2 separate regions of the Zea mays genome follow, and region 2 is linked to region 1. A link is a contact called in public Hi-C data. All regions are on one chromosome and are shown on one strand. The core of a region is the stretch at or near the end of the contact, and the rest is flanking DNA. Distances in the headings are between cores, read along the strand shown.

Region 1 (4,753 bases), core at 1,657-4,156:
TGATTTATTATCCACTAACCAGGTCTATGTCACTATCATATTGTTCAGATAAAGTTAGTTTAGTGGTGGGTTAAATAATTACATGGTGTTAAGTCTATAAACTTAAGTACTCCAACTTTTATTAAAGTCTACTATCTTTATTTTATTTCTATTAGGGTTCCAATAACACTAATTCTAAACTAAAGATCAACTATTAATTGGGACATAAAAACAGCAGGCAAACATTGTTTTAACCAGGTAGATAAAAATATTATGAACATTTTGCAATTTGGAGCACCTAATTTGGAGTTCATATGACAAAGTTATGAATTTTACAAGATTAGGGATTAAAAATACTCTTTAAATACTTATTCCTGATTAAATAAAAGGTCCGAGGACCTAACTACGAAATTCCAGGGACGGCGGGTTAATTTGCAAAAAACCGGGGGTCTCTTTAAGAAGTTTGCGCGGGCGAAGGGGTATCGGGCTCCTTCGGCCGTTGGATCTCGGATCGACGCTCGGGGTTAGATCGGCGGGTAGGCGCGCGAGCGGCTGACAGGCGGGGCCGCGTGGGCAGAGCGAGCGTGGGCGGCTGACAGGCGAGGCCGCGCGGGCAGAGCGGGCGCGGGCGACTGACAGGCGGGGCCCGGCGACAGGAAGGCGGGGGGCGGCTCTGGGCCGTCAGATCCCAGGCGGACGGCTAAGATTAGGCTCGGGTTATTTAAAAAGGGACCGTCCGATCTGAGATGGACAGCGGGGATCAGGCGGCCAGCTTCCGTACCCTTCTCCGGCCAGCAGGGATGGCGGTGCCCGTACCCGCGGCGGGGAAGCTCGCCGGAGACAAGGGGCGCGGGGGCTCCACGGGTCTTAGGGCGACCGGGATGGTCTGGGAGATTGGGGAAGGCGCGGGGAACTTACTGGCGGGGGCTAAATCGCGGTAGGGGCACCAGAGGGTGGCGGCCCACGGCGAGATGGCTCGGCGGCGGCGCCAACCGACTCCGACGAGAAATTAAGCGCAGCAGGGAGCAAGGGAGGGAAAAGGAGAGGGCAGGGGAGGTTCCTTACCTCAAGGTGTACCCCAGGGACCTCTCAGTGGCGGCGAAGGCGCGACGACGGCTCGGGTCAACGGTGGCGGACCACGGCGGCTGCGCGGAGGACGGCGGGTGAGCGTGGGCAGAGGAAATCAGGGAGGGAGAGGAGAAATTGGAGTGTGTCCCGAGTTGCGGACGTCGAGGCAAAGCTCACCGTGGCAGAGGGCACGGCGGGGCTCCGACGCCGACGGGGAAACGGGCTCGGGACGGCGGCGGGCAACGGCGGCTCCTCTCTGGCGTGCGCGCAGCGTGGGGGAAGGTTGAAAAGGGGTTCTGCAGGTGCGCAAATGAGGGAGGGAGAGGGTGAGCGGGGCTCTGGGGCTCAAGTAGCCGAGGGCGGGGCGGTTGCGAGCTCTACGCGCGACGTGGGCGCGGAGTCCTCGGCACGCGCAGCTCGGAAGGGCGGTTACGCGGGGACGAGGGAGCTGACAGAGGGGGCCCGCGAGCAGAGAGAGCGAGGGAGCGGGCGCACGCGCGGGGAAAGCGGCCGCGCTGATAGGTAGGCCCGCCAGGACAGAGAGAGGAAGGGGGGGAAAGGGCACGCGCGCGGGATGGGCCGGCTGGGCCGAAAGGCCGAGGGGAACAGGGGGTGTGGGCCACTTTTCCTTTTTCTTTTATTTTAGCAATTGTTTTCCCTTTTCTTTTTATTTACTCCATTTGATTCAATTCCAAATATGCCACAAATTCAAATTAGCACCCTCAAGCATATGCATCAAACAAAAGTGAAGTTTAGGGTTCAACATGATGCAACATTTTATACTCCCTTGGAGTTTAGCCTACTAGATTATAATTACAAATAAAGAAATAACCATCCTTCCTCTATAGAAAAGAGAAAGAGGAGATTGGGAAAGGTGTGAAGGGAGGAGTAACACCTGAATTTGTGAATATGAGCAAAGAAATTTTATACCCCAAATTTAGGGTGTTACATTATCCAAAATGTATTTTCGAAATTAGTGAATGATTCTTTTCATTCACTTGGCTGAAATCTTTAGTTTCCTACTGGGATATACTCTGATAGTTTCAACTTTCAAGGGAGCAATTGGAGCTTCCAGTAGTAAAAAGGCACATTAGTGAACTGACACAACGTTTTGCCTGTCGAAAGGTATGAAAACACTTGCCCTTTACTTACTCTAGAACAAAGTCAAAATCAATTATTGCAAGAAATCAGATAGAAAACAAGTTCATCTATATATTAGGTTGCACATGGAAATATCTATATCCAATTGTTCATTTATATAATTTTGAATATGGTCTTTCAAGTGTTTGATGTTGTTGGCAAGCATAAGGAATTGATGACAATCCTGTGACGAATTCAAAATGGTATCTCTGGTCATGACTTGGTATTAGGATAAGGATTTGTTGTGCATGGGGCCCAAGAATACAAGAATAAGAGAACTTTTCTGAATATATGAATTATTGCAGTGAATTATTGCAGTTTGCTTCTAGATGACTATAATGAAAAATCAAAAGTGTTCACCTCTGAAGAATAAATACCATATTAGTCTGAAGCTTTATACTACCTCTGGTCTCAAAAACATATCGCTTATGACAATACAGAGTAAACATAAGACTAAACATCATTAACTTTGTTGGAGACATGTAGGGTAGATATGTATTAGAAAAAACACTTGCAGAATATAATATATTTGAAGGACTCTAAGAATATGTTCTGTAAGCTATTAGCGACCAAAGGTATGCATCAAAGACCTTACACAGTATCTAAATAAATGTACTGATAAAAATAGCTGGCCAATTTACCGTGGACTGTGGTTATAGCTGAGTGGTATTGTGATACTACATTTCCCTACATTTTATATTGATAAGCAGCAGTATTTCTATTGTGCTCCCTAATGTATTATGTACTTATCAGTTTAGCATACCATGCACTCTACAGTACTGTGGGTGCTGAATGCCTTGTAAGTCATCTTTTTCTTTTCTTGTCTAATGCTAGCTGATCATCGCCTCTCTTGGTGACAGGATACTGCTACTGTTTTTTCTTTTATTCCGCTTAGGTCTACCTTGTATATTTTAGTAGTTTTAAGTACTCTTCTTCATCCTTTAACCGTCACTATTTTTTGCCTTTCCCCACTTCATGCACGTTATTGTTACATTTGTAACTCCTTTCACTTTGAATTTTATCTTTTTGCTGGCGTTGAATATATTATTATCCTTCATATAGTTGTGTTCTTTGATAATGTGATAGGTAATGCTTGGTGTTGATCAACTTGACATGATTAAGGGAATTCTACAAAAGATTCTGGCATTTGAAAAGTTTCTTGAGGAAAACCCAGACTGGAACGACAAAGTTGTTCTTCTGCAGATTGTTGTATCAATAAGAACTAACGTCCTTAAGTGCATGAACGCTTTCTGTGTTCTACCTTCATTTGCTAATACTTAATGCAAGTTTGCAAGTATGTGTGCAGCATAGAAGGTTCAGAAATATGATTTGCTTACTCGCATGAATTCTTAATTTACTCGTCATTTAAAAAAGTCTCTTATATTACTTTGTAATCAATTTGTCGTCTCGGCCAGATCCACAGTTAAACATTTAATTGGAAAATACACATGTCTTTATATTTTATACTCTATAATCAAATGTACATATATATGAAAATCGTAGCAACACACGAGAACTTTACTATATGTAATCGTTGTGTACTAGCATTTTGTCAAATATTTTGTATGTCGTTGCAGCGCATAGGCACCTAACTAGATGCTAATTATTAAGTGCATCATTGTTTAGTTGGTTTTTAGATATACAATATATGTGATTGTAAGTGCAATCAACCCCAAGTGAGGGTTTTGGTGATTTAATGACAAAACAAATAAGGGTACTAACAGTTTTTGTTCTCAGTGTTTGATTAGAAGGAAACAGGAACTTAAGGAAGCACCAAGGACTTCATGCAACGGACGTATAAAATTTATGTAAAATCTTGTGTTGCATGATGTAATTCTTCCTTGTTCTTTTCCGCACAGGTATAGGTGTTTGCTATAGCTCAAGTCCTCTAATTCAAAAGCTATTTTTGAAAACCAAAAATCTCTTTAACATTATTTGGTTGACCATGGTTTGGGTTGAGAAACTTAGAGTGTTCTTGCTGAAAAGCAGCTGAACTTCTTCAACTGCAGTTGAGCTTTCCAGCTAAACTTAACTTCAGTTGTGATGAGCTTCTTCAGCTGCAGCTGAGCTGGACTTCAGCTGAGTTGGACTTTCAACTCCAGCTGAACTTCAACTTCAGCTATGGACCTCTTTGACCATACCCAGCTGAACTTGCCCCCGGGCAGCTGAGCTAGGGTTTTCTCTCCAAAACTCTCTGGTCTAGACCAGCTGAACTGGTCCTGGGGGGCAGCTCAACTGGTCTCTGACCCTCTGACTTCTGATCTGCAGTCTGCCAGTCAGACTGGCAGTCAGGTCGCCAGGGGTGTCAGGGGGCGGTTCAACCGCCCTAGGGGGCGGTTCAACCGGTCCTGGCCTGTCTGACCCGCCTGCGGGTCAGTCTGCCAGTCAGTCTGGCAGTCAGACTGGCAGACAGACTGCTGACCTGTCAGGGGGCGGTTCAACCGGTTTTCAGCGGGGTTTTTGGTCAAACGGCTAGTTTTTGAGTCGTGACTATAAATAGAGCCCTCTCTCTCTCTTCTTCAATATGGCTGAACACTCACTCATTTATTGCTCACCTAACTTGAGA
Region 2 (5,258 bases), core at 630-3,129, 73 kb before region 1:
GTATTGAATGTGAAGTATTGGAGTGCTTAGGTGTAGTGAATGGAGGAGGTTGGGCTTGTATTTATAGCCCCCAACCACTTCCTAGTCGTTGCTCCTTTTCTGCCGACCGCGGACGGTCCGCGCCCCTGATCCAGACGGTCCGCACCCTTGGTCCGGACGGTCCGCCCCTGTACATCAACGTCTGAAATCGCAATGGTCAGCAGTAACGGCTATATCAACGACTACTATGCATTAAATGCGTCGTCAGATGTCAGGTGCGGCAGTCGCAGACGGTCCGGTCGTGCACCCCGGACGGTCCGCGAGGACGCTAAAATTACATTTTACCGAACCTGTCACCTTCGGGGTTTTCTAGTTTTCACCGACCGGACGGTCCGCGCCTGAGGCCGGACGGTCCACGCTTGGTCTCGGACGGTGCTCGCTTCTCCGTCGGACGGTCCGTAGTGTAGACTTGTGTTTTTGCAGTGTTCCTGTCCGAGGGTCACCTTGGTGCCGCGGAAGGTCCGACGCAAGGGCCCGGACGGTCCGCGCGTAGATGTTTTTCCAAAAAGCTTCTCCTGTCCGGAATAGTCTACGGTATTCTGGGCAGTCGACTTAAAATGGTTGTAGATGAACTTATGCACCTGTGAAATGATCAACTGGGCAAACTGGTTAGTCCACAAGGTTTGTGATGGTCGTCAAACACCAAAATCGATTATAGGAAATATTGAGACTATTTCCCTTTCATCATCAGTGTTTAGTTGGTTTTAGATATACAATATATGTGATTTTATTTGCAGATACTCAAGTTTAGGATAAGAAACAAAGATTCAGAATTTTTGCTCTCACTTGTTATTCTCGTCCTTTTGGTATGAATTTTAATGTATATTCACATTTGATTGTAAATTGATTTGTATAATTTGTAAGATTGTGATCCATATTATGTGTTACTTGTTTTTATGTAATCATTGTGCATGAATAATTTGCGTGTCATTGCAACGCACGGGCACTTGACTATTGACTAGTCTATACTATACTTAAAGCACCAGTTTCAACGGTCGTCCTGTGTCATCTTTTTTGCAAAAAAAAACCCTTATACTTCTTTCAAATGAACCCGCCGAGCATCTCAACGGCCTCGCGCAACAGTCGCCGTGCCATCCCTAAACCCCAACCCTTGCCCCTGGCGTCCCCGTCATCCCCACCACCGGGCCGAGCATCTCAACAGCACAACAGCCGTCGCGCCATCCCTAAACCCCGACCCTTGCCCCTGCCGTCCCCGCCACCGGCCTATAGCCACCGCACATGCCAGCCCCGGCGCCGTCCCCGCCACCGGCCTCATGCAACAGCCGTCGCGCCATCCTGACCCTTGCCCCTGCTGTCCACACCGTCCGCGCCACCGGCCTCACGCAATATCCGTCGCACATGCCACACATGCCAGCCCCGGCCTTGCGCCCCGGCATCCGCGCCCGGCTGTTGCGGGAGACGCCGTCCCATCCGAATCCCCCCTCTCCCTTAGATATAAAGGTTCGTCCTCCTCAGCAGTCCTCTTGGACGCGACTCCTTCATGCTCTCCTCTAAGCTCCAGCTACGCCTCGGTCGCGTGCCCCCTGGTCTCTAGCCATCGTGCGGTAATCTTCATGTGCTGTGCACACTGCTCCCTCCCCTTTTCAATTGTCGATCAGTGAAGAAGGTAGGATTGGGCCATTGCTCGCCATGATTTTTGCCGGAGAGGGAGGGCCGGTTGGTGGCCAGCGCCACCAGTTCTTGGCGTGGCTGGTTTTTAGATTTACAATATATGTGAAGTTAGAATGCTTCAGGTATGATTGGCCAGCCCATAAACCCATGAGACTTATGACTACATACAGATCCGGTGCTAAACCCTAACATTTATGCCGCCGCCCGATTGCCTCAACCCCGCGTGCGCTGCCGCCGTCACGCGAGAAGCGGTCGAAGCTCCGCCTCAAGGGAAGCCCTCGAGTGCTTGCTAGAATTCTCCAGGTATGATTGGCCTTTGCTTTTCATTGATTTCTGTAGTCTGAACCTCTTCTGGTCCACAAGAGTCACCGGTGAAGGCGCATCGTCACGGAGCTGGACGACCGCACAGGGAGTCATGCCTCCTCCTTGATTCCTTCTCCGTTGTTGACATGTGAATTTTATTATACTATGTGCTTTGGATTTAGGAATCGCTTAGGGCTCTATGGAATGCCTCCTTTCCTGATACAGAGCTCACTAGCTTAGTTTCAGAATAGTGGAAAGACATGCGGTGGCAGGGCATCAACCCAATGATTGATTTCCTTTTCATCATGATTTTGTTGCCATCTTTTTATGGTGTACCCAGATAACCACTATTCAATAGCATCTATATTATATTATTTAATTATTGTTCGGAGATGTCCTATTTGGCATCTTTTGTTTTATTCCCAGCTGCCTCTTGAAAGAATACTTGGACTTGAGGGTACCCATGAGTGTGTGGAAGATCAAGGAAGACTAACCAGGGTTGCAGTAGTAAAACACAAAACTGATGCTTTTATGAGCCATATGTTCTACACGTACTTAAAGTGTATCGTAACTGTTAGAGTATATGGCTAGGCCCATGTGGCCCATGTACAAACACTATATAGCTACCCTATAGGGTTAGCCCTAATATACAATTATTACCTCTAACATGGTATCATCAGCCCAGGTTTTCCTCCCTCCCCTACAGTCGTCGCCGCCTCCCTCTCCCCTATAGCCGTCGCTGCCGCTCCTCCCCAGGCGTGCGTCGCCGCCGCTCCTCCCCATGGCTGGCGAGCAGCCTCCTCTCTCCCCCTCCACCTTCCCACCCCTCTCCTCCTGGGCGCGGGCCGCCTCCCCTGGCAGGCGTGCCGTCGCTTCCTCTCCTGGCCGCGCGGGCAGTGGGGCCGCCGTCGCTGCCGTGGGGGGCCACGCGGGCCCTGCCGCTGCTGCGGCCGCCGTGGGTGGGCGCGCCCCCCTGGCCCCTCCCTACCCCCTCCCAACCGCCGCCGCTGCCTCCCCTGCGGGTGCGCAGGCGCTGGTGGTGGGGGCGTGGGGGTCCGTTCCCGCCTCCCCTGTGCTCGGGGCGACGTGGGGGCAGGGCCCACCGCCGTCGGTGGGGCCCTCACTGCTGCGGGCACCGCCTCGGTGAAAGTCGCCTAGAGGGGGGGGGTGAATAGGCAAATCTAAAATTTATGAACTTTAAGCACAATCTACAAGCCGGGTTAACGTTAGAAATATAATCGAGTCCGAAAGAGAGGGCGAAAACAAATCACAAGCAAATGAAAGCGGATGACACGATGATTTGTTTTACCGAGGTTTGGTTCTTACAAACCTACTCAATGTTGAGGTGCTCACAAAGACTGGGTCTCTTTCAACCCTTTCCCTCTCTCAAACGGTCACCTAGACCGAGTGAGCTTTCTCCTTAATCAAATGGGTCACTTAGACCCAACAAAGACCACCACACAATTGGTGTCTCTTGCTTTGATTACAAGTCACTTGAAGAATAAGAATGAGGAAGAAGAAAGCATGATTGCAAACACCAAGCGACAAGAGCGACAAATAACACACGGATCACTCTCTATCTCTCAAGTCACTAATCACTAATGATCACTTGTCTCAATTGTGGAACTGGGAGAGATTGAAGCTTTGATTGTGTCTTGGAATGGATTTCTAGCTCTTGTATTGAATGTAGATGATTGGAATGCTTGGATGATATGAATGGAGGTGGTTGGGGTTGTATTTATAGCCACCAACCACTTCCTAGTTGTTGCTCCAATTCTGCCAACCGCGGACGGTCCGCGCCCCTGGTCCGGACGGTCTGCCCCTCCACATCAACGGCTGAAAACGCAACGGTCAGCAGTAACGGCTATATCAACGGCTATTTTGCATTTAATGCATCGTCAGATGTCAAATAAAGGCAGTCGCGGACGGTCCGGTCGTGCACCCCGGACGGTCCGCGAGGACGCTATAATTCATTTTACCGAACCCGTCACCTTCGGAATTTTTGGTTCCTCACCTATCGGACGGTCCGCGCCTGAGGCCGGACGGTCCGCGCGTGGTCTCGGATGGTGCTTGCTTTTCCTCCGGACGGTCCGTAGTGTAGACTTGGATTTTTGCATTGGTTTTGTCCGAGGGTCATCCTGGTATCGCGGATGGTCCGCCGCAAAGGCTCGGACGGTCCGCGCTTAGTCTATTTTTCCAAAAAACTTCTCCTGTCCGGAATAATCTACGGTATTCCGGACAGTCGACTTAGAATAGTTGTAGATGAACTTATGCACCTGTGAAATGATCAACTAGGCAAAACTGGTTAGTCCACAAGGTTTGTGATGGTCGTCAAACACCAAAATCTATTATAGGAAATGTTGAGACTATTTCCCTTTCAATCTCCCCCTTTTTGGTGATTGATGCCAACACAAACCAAAGCAAATACAAAGTGTAGAAATGTAACAAGTTTGCATTTTGACAGATGTGCATAAGTTATTTTGAAATGAAAGCATTTCTAAGCAGATAAGTTTGATACGATAATTTTAACATTTTGGACCATATTTGCACCACTTGTTTTGTTTTTGCAAGTTCTTTTGGAAATTCTTTTCAAAGTCTTTTTGCAAATAGTCAAAGGTATATGAATAAGATTTCGAGAAGCATTTTCAAGATTTGAAATTTTCTCCCCCTGTTTCAAACGCTTTTCCTTTGACTTAAACAAAACTCCCCCTTGATGAAATTCTCCTCTTAGTGTTCAAGAGGGTTTTTCAAATTGAGAGAATGTCAAATATTTTAGATACCAAATTTTGAAAAACTCCTTCTTAAAATATAGATATAGTTTGAGATAGAATTTCTTAGAGGAATACTAATTTCAAAGATACCAATTGAAGAACATTTAAAAACTTAAACTTGTTTCGAATTTTTTTTGAAATTGGCGTGGTGGATGCGGTCCTTTTGCTTTGGGATAATACTCTCTCCCCCTTTGGCATTAATCGCCAAAAATTGAGTCTTTAGAGCCCTTTTACTTTCTCCCCAAAGGTATGAGTAATGAATATGAGTGAAGATTATACCAAAGTGCAGAGCGATGCAGAGTGACGGCGAAGGGTAAATGATACCGATAGAGTGGAGTGGAAGCCTTGTCTTCGTCGAAAACTCCATTTCCCTTTCAATCTATGACTTAGCATAAGAATTTTCTTGAAAACATATTAGTCATAGCTCATGAAAGAGATATGATCAAAGGTACATGAATGAACTATGTGTGCAAAGTATCAATCAAAATTCCGAGAATCAAGAATGATTAGCTC

The links. A called contact is a pair of places that touch in the nucleus more often than the background predicts.
Region 2: a contact with region 1 is called in a Hi-C map of endosperm, with 2.8 times the contacts expected there. The contact joins two enhancer-like sites. A contact is called at or near these places in 7 of 25 Hi-C or Micro-C datasets (ear, endosperm and leaf).

What each region holds. Positions count from the first base shown.
Region 1 is chr5:89,451,189-89,455,941 of Zm-B73-REFERENCE-NAM-5.0, reverse strand. No RefSeq gene overlaps it. Among protein-coding and RNA genes, the nearest start is that of LOC109939734, 9.4 kb to the left of the region's middle. Within about 2 kb of position 2,906, at least 1 of the 20 cell types and tissues checked has an H3K27ac peak or open chromatin away from gene starts, as enhancers often do. A contact at or near this core is called in endosperm, where this site is marked.
Region 2 is chr5:89,522,317-89,527,574 of Zm-B73-REFERENCE-NAM-5.0, reverse strand. No RefSeq gene overlaps it. Among protein-coding and RNA genes, the nearest start is that of LOC100275702, 34 kb to the left of the region's middle. Within about 2 kb of position 1,879, at least 1 of the 20 cell types and tissues checked has an H3K27ac peak or open chromatin away from gene starts, as enhancers often do. A contact at or near this core is called in endosperm, where this site is marked.